Regions from separate parts of the Zea mays genome. Here region 2 is linked to region 1. The links are chromatin contacts, called in public Hi-C maps. All regions are on one chromosome and are shown on one strand. The core of a region is the stretch at or near the end of the contact, and the rest is flanking DNA. Distances in the headings are between cores, read along the strand shown. Region 1 overlaps LOC103646942 (mRNA-capping enzyme). Region 2 holds the start of LOC100275409.

Region 1 (5,326 bases), core at 1,920-4,419:
TTGTTCTGTAGGGTGATATAAACACAAATTATTATGGCTTGGGATTAATCTTAAACAGTGGAAATTTGTGTACGCAGTTGCCATTTTCTGAAAGGTGGAAAATGCTGGAAGATGAAATAATACAGCCGCGTAATAATGAGAAAGGCCTTGAGCGTGGTGCTAAGAGCAATCCGTTGTACAAATATGACATGGAACTATTTTCGGTATCGGATTCTAGTATTTCTGAATTGTAATGTTCAACTCATGAGCTCTACAAAGTTAATCCTTTTTTGTTTATTATATGACATTACCAGGTTAGGAGAAAGGCTTTTTGGGTGCTATTAACAGTAAAAAAGGTTCTTAAGGTGTTTATTCCATCGCTATGCCATGATGCTGATGGCCTTATATTTCAGGTAAGATTTTTTCTGTAGGAATTGCATTGTTTTGGGATCATTTATTGAAGGAATGAGCCTGATGATGACATTTTTTACTGTTTGTTTCAATGTGCAGTGCTTTGGTAGATAAAATTTACAGATACTTATTTGATAGAATTCTTGTCTTTGTTGGACTTATTATGTAACTGTACATTTCTATTTTTAGTTATGACCATGCCGATTTCCTTTCTTTTTTTTTTGGGGGGGGGGGGGGGGAGGGAGGGGTTGCACCTCCGGCTATGTTTGGATACTCTAGTATTCACTCAAATACACATTGGTTAAGGTGGATTATGGTGTAAATTAGTTTAACTTACACCTCAACCTCCCTCGACCCATGTGTATTGGGACGAATACTAAAGCATCCAAACAAGCCCTCATGGGGATTTATGGTATTCATATTGAGATAAAGCCAATCATTTTATTTCTCGTTGCTCATTTGATAATTCACACAAATATTGTTTCCATTTTTACTGTTCATGTATGGATGTTATGTGACTGTTTACAGTTGGTTTCAACTTAAGTTCTATATTTTTTGTCCACTCATGGAGTAGTTTCCTATTTGTTGAGACATGTAGCTAGAACATTTTGTCGTGGATGTGTAATTGGTGGACCAAATTTTAAACGGTGCTGGATATGGAACTCCTCTCCCTAGTGTGACCCCTAACATTCTTTGTAATTATTCATTCTGTGGTTATTTATATGTAAATGTTGCTTTTATTTGGCTGATGCTTCAATTGTTCTTACAGGGCTGGGATGATCCATATGTAACTCGTACTCATGAAGGTCTTCTAAAGTGGAAATACCCTGAGATGAATTCTGTTGACTTTCTGTTTGAGGTCTCCTGACCATTTTTAACTGTTTCGTTTCAAATGGATTAGTCATCATGAAGATACTATTTTGAAATTTGGGTTTTGTTTTGTATGTCTTACTATTGCAGCTTACAAATGATAATCGTCAGCTGGTTTTCCTATATGAGAGAGGAAAAAAGAAACTTATGGATGGTGCTCGGATATCATTTACTGGTAGCCATGCATTTGAATTTTCATGATGACTGGTCGTTCATTGTGTAGTCAGCTTATTTGTCTATTAGTTGCTGAAGTAATATTCTTTAAACAAATTATAAAGATATTTAGGAGTATTATCTTTTAATGACATATGTTTCTATTTTTCTGCCCTACTATATTTGTTGTATATTTATTGCTGTTCTTAAACTTATACAGATGATGTAGATCCATCTTCTGTCGCTGGGAGGATTGTCGAGTGCTCTTGGAACAAGGAAGAACAGTGTTGGGCATGTATGCGTATTAGATCTGATAAATCAACTCCAAACGACATCAACACATACCGGAAGGCTGGTTCTTATATACTTTTTGTTGTTCTTCATCTGTTAATTTATTTTCTTTTAGGAACATTGCTGTATGTTAATCTCATCGTGATCTTTGCTAGAAAATTTAAATGTACTCATTTGAAATGGGCTTGCTGTTAGGGTAAAATCATTTTCCCGAATACAGTTGGTCTGTCACATTGGATCATAGTATTCTGTTTGCATGGCTAGCTCTCCTTACAAGTTTGCATTTTGTGCATCTTTTAGGATCATGCTCTCTAAGACGTTCACTTCAGCAATTCTCAGTGTCAGTTAAAGCTGTTCACAGCTGATCATCATTGTTTTTTTTGTTGGTGGTTGAGCATCATATTTTGCCTACTGTTGAAAACCACTGCAGTGTTCTTACAGTTCATTTTCATGGTCTGCAGGTGATGAGGAGTATCACAGATAACATTACCGAGGAGAAGCTTCTCGAAGAGACTGATGAGATAACGCTCCTGCCGATGTATGCCGATAGGATGAATGTTCGTGTTCATACAAAGATGGCACAACACAGGCGAAGATTGCCACCACAGTGCTAGTCTCGTTGCTAGAGTGCTGGGTCGCTCTCCTAGCCAGCGGCTGGCTTCTGTAGCTGTGTAATTAGTAGAGGTTTCAGTAGCCCCCCCCCCCCCCCCCCCCCTATGATGATGGCCAGCCAACTAATTCTTTGCACTTCATTTGTGTCTTGTCCCCTGCCCTCACACCTACCTGTATAGGCTTCCCTGTAAATTGTGTGCTCTATGTTCCTCCATATTCTCCCCTATGGTTTTATTTTTCATGGGTGTAGAATAGCGTTTAACAAGGCGGGTGGTGTTCTATGTAGGCGTTGCCATCTCTCGGTGCTGCCTCGTGCTAGAATAATGTAGGGTGTACTGGCGATACCATGTGGTTGCGATATATGGCTTGGTTTTAGTGTTTTGGTTTGTGCGCACCTGATCCGATCCTTTGTCCAACGAAGATTTTTTCCCCTTATTTTTGGGTAAAAAAGGACGTCAATGTTACCACTCTATGGTATAGTGCTTTTTTGTTCACATGGTTAGATCATGTACTGCGTGGTCCATTTTTTCTCTTTAGTGTCCGCCACTTTGTGGCGATTGTTCATAGCAATTTTTCTAACTGTTCATAACAAACTGGGTGCAGCACGTTCGTATAGGGCTAACTGTACATATCCAATTGAGTGCATCATAGGTAGGGTCATGTTTAGGTGGTGTGCATCAGGTTACCCATATATTTTTTCTTTTTGAAAAGGGAAAGATTTTAATAACATTCAAGAAAGTTACATTACAACCGTCTTGAATATCCTCTCGACCTCTGTCACACAACTAAGTTGTACAACACACTCAGCCAAATAGATAAAGACAAGCACCTCCAAACATCGGCAGGTAGCTATAACTAGCTCTATAAGGCAGTCTTGAGAAAGAACAATCCCCAGTGGATAATAGAATAGGTTACCTGCAAAGGGGAGTTAACAGATTTTTGATCAAAAACCAAGTCATTTCTGTAACGCCAAATGGACCAGCAAGTGGCTGCAGCACCAGCTATAGCATTAGAAGCTTATGCTCTTTATCAAGTCCCGAAAGCTTGGTGCTATAGCATTAGAAGCTTATGCTCTTTATGAAGTCCCGAAAGCCAAGATCCAAACATGTCAGACACATTCTAGGGAGCATGCAGATTGGTAGCTGACATGAATCACACTCCAAATTTTGTGAGCAAAAGTGTAAATGTAACACCCTAAATTAGGGATGGCAATGGTTGGGCCGGGTGGAGCAAAAACCAGCCCGCGATCACACCCGTGAAGTTTATCAAAATCCGCCCACGATTGCACCTGCGAGTGCAATTCAAAATCCGCACACAAACCCGTCAGGTTTTGGGTCACTAGTGGGTTTTTGCTGTATACAATAACTCACTCGGGGGTTAAAATAGAAACCCGTACCCACACCTGTGAAACTTTGGGTCAGGTGCGGGGTTGCACCTATGGGTCAAAATCTTCACCCGTACCCGCAGGGTCGGGTGGAGTGTAAATTTCTTACTAGTTTGCAAATCAGACAAGTGTTCATAAGCTAATGAAATGAAAGCAGTTCTAAGTGCACATGTATGTTTTTGACATAGTTAAAATTTTGGACCACATTTGCACCACATAGCTTGTTTTTGTAAATATTTTGATAAAATATGAGTTAGAGTGTTCATTTGCATTTTGAGAGCACCTAGTGGGGGTGGTGAATAGATGATTCTGCAAAACTTAACTAAAACAACACAAACTTGGTTTAAAATATGAGTTAGAGTGAATTAAAACTATATTTGAGAGTAGAGAGGAAGAGAGAAGTTCCTTTCACTTCTATCAAGATTTAATTGAGGACTTAGAGCAATATCACAAGTGAAGAATTGGAACGAGAAAGAGATAAAAGTTTCAATAAGGTAAATGGCACAAGAGATACAACAATTTTTATCCCGTGGTTCGGTCAAGCGTAATATGCTTGCCTACTCCACATTGTGGCTTCCCAATGTACGAGGGTTGCACTCAACCCCTCTCAAGTGATCCAAAGATCAAACTTGAGTACCACAGTTCTTCCTTATATGTCATAATATCTCGGTTGTGAGGAATCTTGACAAGTTGGAGTCTCTCACGCCTTAAACAAGTGATCACAATCAAAACCGGAGTAAGGGAGGGAGTAGAATACGCAAACAAGAGCACAACACAACAACACATACAAATGCAAAAAAGAGAGCGCAATAACAAAGCGACGGAGTAACGACTCAAAAAATGTGCTCAAATCTATCTCAAACACTTCGGAGGCGTGGTCGCAGAGTCTCATAGTTGTAGTATGCTCTAAGTATGCTTCGTGTACTGGTCCATGCGCTTAGGGTCCCTTTTATAGCCCCAAGAGTCCTACGAGCCGTTGAAGTCCCATTTGGATGGCGATAATTGCCTCTATCCACGGGTGCACCGGACTGTCCGTTGGCGCATTGGACAACTCCTGTGCAATAACTACCAAATCGTCTGATTGGCTGCCTTCCTTTTCGGGTGGGCAGTGAGTAGTTCGGTGGCACACCGGACATGTTCGATGACCCTCCCGACCATTGTCGTGTTGACGTGGCCATCGCTGATCGTGCGATCGGCCGTTGGCGCGGGCGAAGAGCCATTGCATGCCTGGCACACCAGACATGTCCGATACACCAGACAATCTGGTGAATTTTAGCCAGCGCACCCGAGAGCTTCCCGAGAGCAACCAGCTTGGGCCAGCCGACCAGGCCAGCACCGGACATGTCCGGTGGTGCCCAGTCTGGCCCAACTTCTCCTGTTTTGTGCCAAACTTCTTTGCTTCTTTTTGGCTCGACTTGAGGAGTTCCCTAACACTTAGATGGACATAGTTAGCAACTAAATCAATTGACTAAGTGCTAGAAACATACCTTTATCATGGTGATCCATAACAGTTTGCAATAAGCTCAAACTTAGTCCAAATGACACTTTACTTGCACATAGAAGTTAGTAGCCGAATAGTAGAGCAAGAGCCATAACATAAAGTAGGTGCAACTTATTTAAATAGTT
Region 2 (5,326 bases), core at 1,611-4,110, 720 kb after region 1:
ATGTCCTCTCCATCATCACCTATAAAGAAGTAACATAAACACATAAGAATACAAACTGACAAGAGAAACATAAACCAACATTTCCTAACAACTAAATATATCATGGATAAACAAAAATTGGAAAAAGAAACATAAACCATTATTTATTAGCACCCTTCTTCCAAAAAATAAAGATCAAAACCTGTCCCTTATATTTTGTGAAATCTGGTCATCCAATGGAAGTTGGGCTGCGAGCTATAGTTCTTGTCGAGAAGGATGAAGAGGTGAAACCAAAATGTGGCTAAAATTGAGGAAAAATGAACAAAAATTGGCAAGAGAAACATAAATCAAACTTTCCTAACTATATTCTTCTCTCTAACACATGGTGAAGTCATAGTTCCAAAATGTAGCTAAAGTTGAGCAAAAGTGAACAATAATTGGCAACTGAAACATAATTAAACCAACCTTTCATAGCAACTATTAAAACAATCTTAATTACCAAACCTATCATCCTCTCTCTCTCTCTCCATACAACACATGCACCATTCATTAAACAACTTAATATGCCATGGATAAACTGATTTGAGAACTAAACATGAAAAAGGAGAGGGGATACACAAATCTAACCATCTTAAACAACCTCATTTGAGAAAATAGAGAAAATAACCTAGCTATACTCTTTCTCTCACATGGTGATACCTTAGATCCAAAATGTGGCTAAAATTGAGCTCTTGAACAAAAATTGACATTAGAAACATAAACCACTTTTCTTAGCAACCTTCTTCCAAAAAATGAAGATCAAAACCACCCCCCTTGTATTTTGTAAAATCTGAACCTCCAAAATCGCCTTCAATGGAAGTTGGCTGCGAGCTACAGCTCCTGTCAGTGAGGAAGAAGGTGTATTTATAGTACTAATGTCACTGGCGGTTGGCTTAATAAACCGTTAGTGGAAATCTCCTATTTTCACTATCAGTTGGTGTAACAGAACCGCTAGTAAAAATTAGATTATCACTAACGGTTCTCCTATTTTCACTGGCAGTTGATGTAACAGAACCGCTGGTGGAAATTAGTTTATCACTGACGGTTCTGTTACATCAACCGCTAGTGGAAATAGGCGATTTCTACTAGTGGTTTCTTAAGTCGGGTCCACCTGTTATTTTTGTTGGCACGTGCTAATGAAAACCGCTAGTGAAAATTCGTGCGTATTATAGCCTTTGAGCTATTTTCTACTAGTGGCTGCGGACGGGGCGGTGGATGAAGACACCTCAAACTCGAAGTGAAGACGAGTGGGAGGCTGATCGTCTGATGCGGTGGACCGTGGTGAATCTGTAATGCCTGCTCTGAATTCTAGATAATCGTTGGCAGTTGCAGATTGAAAACGACATAATCCCTTGGATAGAACCCCTGGGCGCTGAATCAATGATCACCTTTTCTCTTGGCTTTAATCAATACCGATTTCTACTGATTTTACAGTGTTTTATCTCTATAAATTACAGCTGTAGTAGTCCAAACAATGGCTTTAATCCGAAGCAAATAATCCAAACTCCGCGTCGTTCCGCTTCTGTTCATGTCAGCCGACCTACCTCATGCCCATGGACAGGCATAACTTATGGACATGCATTTTCATTAGAGAATAAAAGTAATTTCGTCATTACTTATTTGATCTTTCAATAACTTAATAATCAACTAATTAACCGTACCCACAATTTTACATTGTTATTATTGGTATGTTTTAGACTCCAAATTAAGCGATAATGAATAGTTTATACAGACTCTAGCTGCAAGCTAGTAACAATGAGCAGTCAGTACAGGCTCGCGATCTGCGGATTGCAGAAGACGAGCACCTCCACGAGCTGGGCCCTGCCCTCGTCGCCGAACAGGCTCTCCTTCCCGTCCGGCCGCCTCGCGTACGACAGGCCAAGCCGCGAGCGAGCGCTGCGGAGGTCGCCGACGCCGGCGCTGGAGTCGGGTCCAGTGAACACGCCCATCACGGCGGTGAGCGGCGGGCCGATGAGCAGGCCGTCGGCGCCGAACTGTGGCCCGCCGCGGGAGTAGTCGAACAGCGCCGCGCCGCTCCCGCCCACCTTGGGCAGCACCACGGGCGGCGCCGAGACCTCCGTAGATTCCGCCCAGTAGAAGAGGAACGCGTCCAGCGTGTCGTAGTAGTCGTCCGTGCTTCGGTACCCCTCCGGGCTGAACCCGCCGAAACGGAAGCCACCGTCGGTGTAGCCAACGACGACGCAGGGGCCCTTGAAGTCGCACCGCCGGTGGAAGTCCGTAGCACTGAAGCCGTCCACGGTGGCCTTGTAGCAGCACCTGAGCTCACGGTCTGCGCCACCATATTATCAATTTATCATCAAGAACAGTGAACGGAAAACAAAGTTAGTCATTGTGCGCTAAATGTAAAAACAAAATATATGACAATTGAAGTGATTCGCAATGACATGACAAGTAACCACAGCGAGCCAATCAATCGGCCTCTTAATAACCAATTAATCGCCAAAAGGATATGATAATTACCTCTGAGGTGTGTTTTTGCCACGAGCGACATGGGGAACGGTGGCTCGACGTCGTGGTAGGAGAACTGCAGCTGCGGCGGCGGCGTCTCGGTTTCTCTCGCGCTTTTGCCCCAGTTAAAGAAGCTACGAGGGGTGACGAAGGTTGGCCTGCTCGACGCCTTCATGGCCCCGCTGCTCGCCATGAACGCCACCATGAGTCTGCTCAGGCGTGGATGCGAAGCAGATCGATGAGATGACAGGACGTACGGAGATCAAAGCGGGGGAATCATCAATTTCTGCGTACACTGCTTGCCTGGTTGGGATCGGAGAATCGCCGGCTTGGTTTGATAGGTTCCATGCATTGACCGTTGGCGCAGGGGGACCTTATCCGCTGCATACCTGCAGGACGGGAGGAAAACACACGTGTGGCAACCCAGTTGGTCCTGCCTATTTCGCTATCTGGCCACACAATATAGAATAAGGGGTGTTTGAACTGTAGCAACTCTGTTCTCTAATGGGATGGAGTGAACTCCACACCATTTTGGTGAAGTAGCAAAAATGTTACTCCATAAAAAATATTTTCAGATGTAAATATGGAGTTCGAGGTTAATTGCCTAACAATGACACACGTTTCAGAGAAAATAATGTTTCGTTTCTCCTATGTTCTTTTCTCTCCTAACGCATCTTCTTTCTCTTGAACACATCTTTCTCGCATGGAACCCTATCGTCCACCATGGATGCATCTAAGGAGTCTGATCCCATGGGGATCATGGAATTGACAAAAATCGATTTTCCCCTTCTTTCTCCTCCTAATCCCTAAGTGATTGCAGCCAAATCGACCACGCATTGCCGGCTTCCTCTATTTCGTCGGTGGCAGGTGCTCACCAACTTGGCCTTCCTCGTGCCCGAGGTCGCAGCCATGGTGGAGCACCCCCTCCCGTGGGGCGCGTCCGTGAACGAGGGCCAACAGCGCAGCCACTTTCAGGCACGGCGCGACACCACTAGGGCCCGAGAGCGCGGCGTAACCAGCAGCACGCGGCTTCCCTGGCGTGGCCTTCAACAAGGGAATCGTGACAGCCATGGCCAGCAAGTTTGCTGACAGCTGCAGCACCAAAGCACGCGCCCCCTGCGCGGCTAGTATAACGCCATGAATTTGGGGTAGATTTTTTTCTTTTTTTCTCTCACCAAATTCAGGCGTTACTCTTTCCTTTTTTCCCTTTTCTTCTCGCTAAGCCTTGATCTTTTCTAAAAGTTATAGCGAGAATTAGCTTGACATATTGTGTAACCAAAACCTAGAACTATTTTTGGTTGTTGCATCATGCATGCCGGATTATGCACTCTTTTGTTTGTGGTTGAGTGAATTGAAGAGTTAGGCATATAAGAAATTAGGGAAATTAGAAAAAGAAAAGCCTTTTCTTTTTCTTTCCCCCTTTTTTCTCTCTTTTGGCCTAGCAGCCCCCTTCCCCTTCGCGCCGGCCCAGTTGGCGGCCCAGCCGCCCCCCTTCCCCGTTCCCGCGTGGGCCCCGCGGCGGCCCAGCCGCCCCTCCCCCCCCCCCCCCCCCCCCCCGTCGTGGGCCGTTCCGGCCGGCCCACCCCGCGCCCACCCCCTTTCCCCCCCCTTTGGGCCCAGTCGGCCCAACCGCCCCTCCCCCCCTTTTTTCTTTTTCCAAAATTCCCTCCCCGCGGGCCCCGTCCGTCATCCCCTCCCCCCTCCCCCAACTCTCTCTCTCTCCCCTAACCCTAGCCGCCGCCGCCCCTTCCCCCGGCGCCGCCACCGCCGCGCCGCCCCCTCCGGTGAGCCCCCCCTCTCCTCCCTTCCCCCCCTCCCCCGCCCGCCGGCGCCGCTCCCCGGCGCGGCGTTCCCTGCCCGGCCCCGGCGCGCCGCCCTTCGGCCGCCCGCGCCCCGGCCGCCCTCGCCCCCGCCGCGCCCGGCCTCGTCCCGCGCCCGCCGGCCGCCCCGGCCTCGCCCTGGACGCCCCCGGCTGCGCCCGGCAAGCCCGCCCCCTGCTTGGCCCCCTGCCGCGCCCGGTTCCGGCTCGGCCGTCCCCGGCGAGCCCCGCCCCGACTCGGCCGCGCCGTCCCCGCCCCAGCGTGGTGGTCGGCCGTGTCTTCGCCCTGGCGTGCTTGCCCGCTCGCCCCGTCGTGCCTTGCCCGCGTCGTGACGGCCCCGGCGTGGCCTCGAGCTCGGCCCAGCGTGCCTATGGCGCGCGGCTTTGAGCTCGGCTAGCGCTCGGCCCCGACGTGCGCACGGCTAGTTCGTGGCATGTGCGTGCGGCCTCGCGCATGTGCTTGCGTAGTGCGCAGTGCCTTGGCACGACCCGTCGTGTCCCCGTCTACCCCCCCCCCCCCCCCCGTGTCCTATGCGCGCTAATCACGTGTTTATATTAATAAGATAGGAGTCTCAATTTAGAAATTGGTTACGTTAGTTAATTTGAATAACTAATCATCTATCTCATTCAATGTTAATCTACTAAAAGTGGTCACGTTTACATTAGTGCATGTAGCTAATTCTTTTGTTAGAACCAATTGGAACTAGAGCACGTAGCGTTTAGTTATTCGTTTACCCGTAGTGCGTCTCGGGCATAAGCTTTAACTCTCGCGAGACCTTTTCCCATTTCTTTCTAACCATGGTGAGTTCATTATCGTATGTGATATTCTATGCATGTTCACTTTATTTGTTCCCTTGTATGGTGTACTGTTTGTTTCCTAATTTGAATGGATGAATGTATGTATGCTTGCAATCGCATAGAGAACGATCCGGTTGAAGAGCCCGAGGAACTCGCAGGAGAAGCCCCTGAGCAGCAGTCGGTTGGTGGAGGCAAGTGTCCCTTGACCTATCTCTGTCCTAT

Evidence for each region. Hi-C and Micro-C count contacts between places; a contact is called where the count stands out from the background.
Region 2: a Hi-C map of ear shows a contact between it and region 1, with 4 times the contacts expected there. The contact joins the promoter of LOC100275409 here to the enhancer-like site in region 1. A contact is called at or near these places in 2 of 25 Hi-C or Micro-C datasets (ear and leaf).

What each region holds. Positions count from the first base shown.
Region 1 is chr2:128,621,327-128,626,652 of Zm-B73-REFERENCE-NAM-5.0, forward strand. It overlaps LOC103646942 (mRNA-capping enzyme), which reads left to right. Exons shown (of 18, transcript XM_008671549.4): 13 at 78-203; 14 at 294-392; 15 at 1,160-1,249; 16 at 1,351-1,435; 17 at 1,634-1,764; 18 at 2,166-2,718. The coding sequence ends at 2,318. Among protein-coding and RNA genes, the nearest start is that of LOC103646942, 24 kb to the left of the region's middle. Within about 2 kb of position 3,170, at least 6 of the 20 cell types and tissues checked have an H3K27ac peak or open chromatin away from gene starts, as enhancers often do. A contact at or near this core is called in ear, where this site is marked.
Region 2 is chr2:129,345,574-129,350,899 of Zm-B73-REFERENCE-NAM-5.0, forward strand. It overlaps LOC100275409, which reads right to left and starts at 2,861. Exons shown (of 3, transcript NM_001149486.1): 1 at 2,791-2,861; 2 at 2,500-2,696; 3 at 1,600-2,308. The coding sequence starts at 2,692. The coding sequence ends at 1,782.